Linked DNA regions of Danio rerio: region 2 is linked to region 1. The links are chromatin contacts, called in public Micro-C maps. All regions are on one chromosome and are shown on one strand. The core of a region is the stretch at or near the end of the contact, and the rest is flanking DNA. Distances in the headings are between cores, read along the strand shown.

Region 1 (3,998 bases), core at 513-3,012:
TTTGTATGGGGGGAACGGGGACTATGGCACCTCTTTGGGGGATCATAACAGTTTATAAGTGAACACCAGGACTGGCAGGCACGCCGTTACAAAACCACCCAAGTTTACACTTTCTGCCTATGTCATTTTTTAGCCGCAAAAATAAATAAAAATAATAATAAAAACGCCCAATCTGGCAACACTGAATACTGGGCAAGTATTAAAATTACAATAAATATAATAAGGTGGTACATTATTATATGAGATTGAAACAAATTGCATTACATTCAAAAATAGTTTAAAGAAATCTAATTAAAAAAAAAAAAGACTAATGTGGTCCTTCAACTAGTAACAAAGGTCTGTAGAGATAATTTGTTAATTTTTATAAATGACATTTAAATACGAGATAGATAGATAGATAGATAGATAGATAGATAGATAGATAGATAGATAGATAGATAGATAGATAGATAGATAGATAGATAGATACGTGGTTTAATGGTTTCAAATATTTGTCCATAAACCTAGATTTTATACAAGTATTTTATGGGTTATAAACATTGTTTAGTACATATTTAATATAACCAAATAGTAATCATATATTATAATAATAATACTTTTTTTTGTATTGAGGTGAAGTATTGTATTCAAATGTGAAATTTTATATTCGCACATTCTTTCATTGACAACTTGTGAAACTGTTCTTATATTGCTTACCATGGTACTAGATATTTAATAAGTTTGGTCTGAAATCGCTTACAAGTATGACTTCAAAATCAACATAAGCACGATTTATTTGACTGAACAATTTTGTATTTTGATAGTCATTGGCTGTTAGCATGATTTCTCTATTTAAAACTAGCAAAACAATACTTTTCTTAAATTATATTTAGAAAAAGTTAGGGCGTGTAAACACCGATGACTTGCTTTCGATCATTTTGTTTTCAGTTAGGTTAAAGGATTATGTTGAGGTAGTTTGATTTTCGTTTTTGTTATTTTCTTTTCTTTCAGCACCACTTTGTCCTCCCCTGCATGGTTTATTATTTTTGGATTATTTTGGTTATTATAAAAGTTGCATATAATTAATTTTCGTTGTTGTTATCTATATTATTCTTCTTTATCATTACTATTTTCTGTTTAGCTTTGATTTTTGTACTATAAATTATCTTTTTGGCCGTATTTTGCTTGATGCAAGGTTCTTCTCCCATATTACACAAAACTGTCACAATATAAATGTTATTTACTTCAATACCTAGTCTAACATCAAGAGGTCGTAACAGTCAGAATATAAAACCAACTTTACCCCAATTTTTGTGTGTACGAAAAAAAAAATCAAATGTGTAACGAGTAGCTAAATTACAAAACTTCACGTTTGGGTGAACTATACAGTCATTGTGATTCCCAGTCTCCCCTCAATTTTGAAATCCAATATTTAAAACCAACATACAAAGTTAAAACTTTTGGCGTTATATTACAAAATGTTTAGCGACTGTGCCAACATGAGCCAGTTTCCCCAATAGTGTTTTTCATTATACTTCAGGAGTGAGTGAACTTACTGGAGAAGCTTTGTGCCTTCATGAGTCTACCGCAGTGCTGGAGCGGCTCTCCGTCTCCTCTGAGCCCCGGGATGAGGCTTAGGTCCTCCGCCAGCGTTAGGTTTTCCGGCTCATTCCTGACGGACATGCCGAACACCAGAGCTTGTGTATAGACCATTTTAGCGTGATTTCCTCCGACTGTTTCCCCGAGACCTCACCTAACTCTTCCACTGACGGTTTCTTTGTTTCTTCCATGAATGCGTAAGGTTGAGAAGCGCCGTCTTCCTCCTAGCTGCCGGGTTATATACTGAGCAGTGAGCGCTGTTGTTGCATCAGCTGGAGATTGTGGGATGGGCGACATGATGAGAACACGTGACCATCGTCAGACTACTAGAGTACATGCAACATTACTACTTCTTGCGTTTATACTGCTGATTGTATTGTGTTGTATTATTCATTCGTTTTCTTTCGGCTCAGTCCTTTTTATTCATTAGGGGTCACCGCAGCGGAATGAACCGCCAGTATTGTGTCCCTGGCAGAAAATGCCAGGGACATGCACACTTCTGACTGTCTAGAAATAAACCAAAAAGAATAATAATAATAAAAAAAGAACAATTTGTATTATTCTGGCATTGTAAATCATGATGTAAATCATTTAGGTAATCTTAACGGACCTAAAACATTAAAAGTTTAGTATGATTTACCATCAGACATTTTTTAGAGTTATCTGGTTTCAACTATATGACGTACTTTATAAAAAATAATGATTACAGTTTTAGGTTTTAGAAGTGTAACGGATGCTTGCTAGTGCTTGTTATCATAATGCCATATATAATTTTTCTGGGTTTTAATGATCTAATCTTAAGTAGATACTCATTAGAAAAATGTATCTATAAGTTCTATAAAACATGTGTTGTTAAGTTTAAAAAAATAAAAAAAATTATATATATATATAATTTGTTAATGACAAAACACACCAATGTAGCCTATAGTACTATATAGCCAAGTGATTTCCAGTAAGTATGAAATGTGATTATTCACAGGTGAGATTCACATGACCAGAAAGGCAGCCAGTAAAATCCAGTTTAGCGGCCCTTTCAACTTAAAGGAACAGTTCACCCAAATATGGCTGTCTCTTACTCTCCATTGATTTCAATTGTTAAGTCAGCGTGGACCAGCAAAGGCTTGTTTTGTGTTTGAATGAGAAGGATATTTATGGTTTGGAATCATCTTAAGACAAGGTTTTACAATTATTCTTAATAGTCACCCACTTTGGAAAAAAATCAAGCAAAAACATGTCTAGAGTAAAAGCATGCAGTGCGTCACTAGAATGAGTCTGTAATTGTTACGAAAGAAAAAAAAAAAAAAACCCGTAGCTATCACCAATGTCTAGGTTGCTATAATATATAATACACAGAACATTTAGCTGTTTGCAGCAGATCCTCTGAAAATAGCTTTGACTTATAGCCTCAGTCTTTATAAAAAAAAATGAACTAAATAACTTATTTAATCTCATTACATTATTTTCATGTAAACATTCACTGAAAAGAGTGATATCTTCTGTTGCTTTGTGTGCTAAATTTAAACAAATTAAATAATGTAACTTGTTTAAACTCAACCCAAATAAATTCTTTGCAAACACTTGAAATGGAAATCCAATGAATTATCTTTCAATATATTTTTTTCTTTTAATAATAGTATCTCAAAAGAATACAATGTGTTGCTGTTGTCAAAAAAAGCCGTATGCCTAATCAGAATTGCTCATTAATTTCGCACGCAATTTCAAAGAAACACAATGAATTAAACATGAAAATGTGCTGTGTTAAATCGTAATGGCATTTACTTTTAGGAATAAAATGACGCCAGGAATAACCATGTTTTTTTTTTACCTCTACTTTTACTTGAGTTGATTGTTTTAATGGTAAACGTGATTGAGGCAAATTTACAAAGGCGTTTACATTTAGAAATAAAATGATGCCAGAAATAATGTTTTTCACCTCAATTTTTCGCTTGAGTTTATTGTTTCAACTGTAAACGCGAATGAGGCTAAATAACAAAGGCGTCACTGTGCCGCAAAATTTGCGCCATTTTGCATTGATTAATCTACAAGCGCCAATTCTTAATTTCGCATTTGGTCTGAACCAGCCAGGCAAAAGAGTGTTTCTTGTGAATCAATCTGTATTTACAACTTTAGAACGTGTGTATTTTTGCTTTCAGAAAGAGTTTTTCTCGTCTTTCTGGCATGTGTGAAATCATCTTCTCTGTCTGTTTGCTGTCTGTGAGTCACGTCGTCGAGGGACTTTTTCTCGTGACTTCACCTTTGTTCCTTGTCATTACCCTAGCTGTGACGTCACACCCAATGAACCGTCGTAGCCCACATAATGAGGAACTACCTAGAGTTTTCTAGAAGCGCCGAGAAGTTAAATATGTAAATCAGGAGAGACTAAACCTGAACCTGAATCTCCTGACTGTGTGAACGAGGAA
Region 2 (3,877 bases), core at 1,014-3,513, 110 kb after region 1:
TCAGCACACACTTACATCAGTGGTAGTTCCTATTGTGTGTACTAAGAAGTAAATTCTAACAAGGTATATGCAGAAGGACTCGAATTGAAGATGCAGACTTGTCGCGCACAATCACAATGTAACGAGTAACCATAAGCATCCGTTTAAATGTAGTGGAGTAAAGAGTACATATATTCAATCAAAAATGTAGTCAAGTAGAGAGTAAAAGTTGATTAAATTATTAATACCAGTACAAGTACAAAGTAGCCAAAAAATACTTTAGTAAAGTTACAAAGTCCATTTACTTAAGTACTTTACACCACTGTCAATCAATGACCACACACTTAGCATGTAGCTATGTTAGCTCTGTATAATATAACACTAGAGAAAAGCATTTTGAAAGAAGTTACACTAACCTTTCGATTCTAAATTTAGCATAGGTGCATTAAATAAATGACAGAAAACCTGAAGTTGACTAGAAGCTCACTAAAAAAAGATGGATAGGAAGTTTCTACCCTGCAGAAAAATCCAGCTTAATCCAGCCTAAGCTGGATGACTGGTTTTAGCTGGTCGACCAGGCAGGTTTTAGAGGGGTTTTGGCAACTTCCAGGCTGGTTTCCAGCCATTTCCAGCCTGGTCTTAGCTGGTCAATGCTGGGAGATGACCAGCTAAAACCAGCTTGACCAGCCTAGCCAAGCTGGGAGTCCAGCCAAAACCAGCTATAACCAGCTTAAACCAAGCTGGTTTTAGCTGGATTTGGCTGGTCATTTTCCACCCTGGTAAGCTAAGACCAGGTTGGAAATGGCTGGAAACCAGCCTGGAAATGGCCAAAACCCCTCTAAAACCAGGCTGGTCGACCAGCTAAAACCAGCCAACCAGCCTAGGCTGGTTTAAGCTGGATTTTTCAGCAGGGTAGTACCTCATTCCTGATGCTTAGATTTTATTCCAGTTAGCTCTTATTTTTTTTTCTTTTTGACTATCCACAGGTCTTGACAAAAGTGTGCAGTCTTTAAAGTCTTTCTCAGTTGACTTTTTTTTCCGACAACATTTTCTTGGTATTCATTCAATCATTCTCTTGTCGGCTTAGTCCCTTTATTAATCAGGGGTCGCCACAGCGAAATGAACCACCAACTTATCCAGCTAGTTTTTTACGCAGCAGATGCCCTTTCAGCTGCAACCCATCTCTGGGAAACATCCACACACACATTCACACACACACACTCGTACACTACGGACAATTTAGCTAACCCAATTCACCTGTACCGCATGTCTTTGGACTGTGGGGGAAACCGAAGCACCCGGAGGAAACACACGCGAAGGCAGGGAGAACATGCAAACTCCACCACGCTAACTGAGCCGAGGTTCGAACCAGCGACCTTCTTGCTGTGAGGCGACAGCACTACCTACTGCGCCACTGCCTATTATAATGTTAATTAGCATGTAGATAATCTTTTTTGGGGTAAATTTGTGAGTTGATGCAAGTCAACAGAAGACAGAATTGCAAATAATATGTTTTTTCCTGCAAACCTAGTTATTTTCTTTGTTTTGTTGTATTATTTAATATGGGAATAGCTCAATATTTTATTCACTCATTAGTTTTCTTCAGTTTAGTGTCTGATTATCAGAGGTCATCACAGTGGAAGGAAATGCCAACTATTCCAGCATATGTTTTACCCATACACTCTCGCATTCACACACCAATACACTACAGCAGATTTAGTACATCCAATTCACCAATAGTGCATGTCTTTGGACAGTGGAGGAAACCGAAGCACTCAGAAACCCACGCCAACACAGGGAGAACATAGAAACTCCACACAGAAATGCCAACTGGCCCAGCCGGGATTCGAACCAGCAACCTTCTTGCTGTGCTAACCACTAAGCCACCATTTCACCATTGGACAAATACATATGTGGTTAAACAAAAACGAGCATAGTTTGAAACACTGTGTTCTAAAACTCATGAAATAACTAGATCTTTGTTGTTGACCAGGAGAAATACCCACGAAGCAGAAGAGTCTACACTTGTGTCTCTCCATTTATTCTCAGTTTAATCTCCATTCAGTCTAGCTGAAACCCTGGCGCAGTCAAAGAGATCTCAATTGTGATTTTTCTTTCCTGTTGATGACAGAATGGGTGTCCTGAGAATCTGATCAGCCCTGTAAATGATTTGTTCTTGCATGTGCGTACAGTGTGTGTGTGCCTTTATTTAGCAGTATGGCTGTATTATTGAAGTGCAGTATGCAGCAGAGATCTCTTACATAACACTGTCTCCTCAGGCAAATGCACTGCGCTCACACACATACACACACACACTGCCAGCTCCACAAGCATTCACGTGCACGTGATAAACGCACACACGCTCTCGTGAAAAAATGTGACTCGTGCAAAGCCACGCATGTGAACGCGATCGTTTTGTGCAAATTATCTTAAAGGAAGAACAATCCTCGTCTCGATCGTTACTGCCTGAGAGAAATCAAATAAAATGAAAAGCTAATGTCCTTTTCAGGTTGTATTTCAGTAATATCTTAAACTGTGCTTAGATAAAGTCTGCACATGACGCAGAGCATCGCATTAGTTTCTATAGGTTACCTGATGGATGTTTTTTTTACCTGCAAATTATCTTTGAATTATTTGAACGATTGAGGCAAATTCCACTAATTGTGGCGAATGTGCTGCATATTCTATGTCATTTGCATCGACTTTGCATGTGATCTAACTGTGTGTGTTTAAAAGGTCTAAAATAGGAATACTTCACATGTCCTAACTCCATTTGTGTTAACGACGACTATGACTTTCAGCATACAGTTAAAGTCAGAATTATTAGCCCTCCTTTGAATTTATTTTTCTTATCTAAATGTTGTTTAACAGGCTAGCTCAGTCGGTAATGCCTAGTTCAGACTGCGTGATTTTAGCCCCGATTTTGGCTCGCCGACAGGTTTTGAGAAATCGCCGACAAATGCCTGAAATCACAGGCAAATCGCTGCTCGTGCAGGTGAGTGACAATCACACAGTATGAACGATCAAAGACGCGATCTGAGAGAATCGCTGATGAGTCGCCGATGCCTGTGAGATATTTGTCGTGCTAAATATCTGGAGCTGTCGGCGATTCAAATCATGCTGTGTGAATTGAGTTTTGACTGAAAATAACATCAGCGATCGCCTACAGCCAATGAGAGAGCAGCTTTCACTTGTGTGTGCGTGTGTGTATACCTGCTGCAGGCCAGCGGGAGGCTGGGGGAGAAGTTAAAAGCGCTCTTTTTCGGTTTATTTGGACCCACGAAATAGAGGAAAAACTAGTGGAGGTTTGACAGGACTCAGGAGCAACCGTGTCTGTTTGACATTTCATACAGAAAGAAATTAGTTTATTATCAACGTTGAGGAGAAATGGCTAATTCCCTTTAAACCCAGGTGAGCAAACATGTACATGTTCTACCCCATTAAATGCTTCTTTCTCATTATGTAGTTAATAACAAAAGACATACTACATGTTTTTGGCTGTGAGACGTAGTTTGGACGAAGTTGTTGCCGATTCTCCATATAGTAAAGTCCTGCAATGTGAATGTCCATGTCGCCGAACCATCTTGCAGTGTAAACAAAGTAGCGACGAAACGCTAGCCCAGATAGTCATGCAGTGTGAAAACATCTGTGACACGACTAGTTTGAAAATCATGCAGTCTGAACTCGGCATAAAGCATGAGACTTAATCTCAGGGTTGTGGGTTCGAGCCCAATGTTGGGCGTTTCTGGTATGGGCGACGCAGTGGCACAGCAGGTAGTGCTGTCGCCTCACAGCAAGAAAGTTGCTGGATCGCTGGTTCGCGTGGGTTTCCTCTGGGTGCTTTGGGACTAAGCCGAAAAGAAAATGAATGAATGTTTAGCAGAGCAAGGAAATTTTC

Evidence for each region. A called contact is a pair of places that touch in the nucleus more often than the background predicts.
Region 2: a contact with region 1 is called in a Micro-C map of caudal fin, with 3 times the contacts expected there. The contact joins the enhancer-like site here to the promoter of si:ch211-39i2.2 in region 1. A contact is called at or near these places in 2 of 18 Hi-C or Micro-C datasets (caudal fin and hematopoietic stem cells) and 1 of 4 datasets of contacts at active chromatin or transcription factors (caudal fin).

Annotation. Positions count from the first base shown.
Region 1 is chr14:8,283,008-8,287,005 of GRCz12tu, forward strand. si:ch211-39i2.2 reads right to left here and starts at 1,763. Exons shown (of 2, transcript NM_001258317.1): 1 at 1,536-1,763. The coding sequence starts at 1,692.
Region 2 is chr14:8,393,823-8,397,699 of GRCz12tu, forward strand. All of the region lies in intron 1 of ppp3cb (protein phosphatase 3, catalytic subunit, beta isozyme), which reads right to left. Among named protein-coding and RNA genes, the nearest start is that of ppp3cb, 44 kb to the right of the region's middle. Within about 2 kb of position 2,264, at least 4 of the 62 cell types and tissues checked have an H3K27ac peak or open chromatin away from gene starts, as enhancers often do. A contact at or near this core is called in caudal fin, where this site is marked.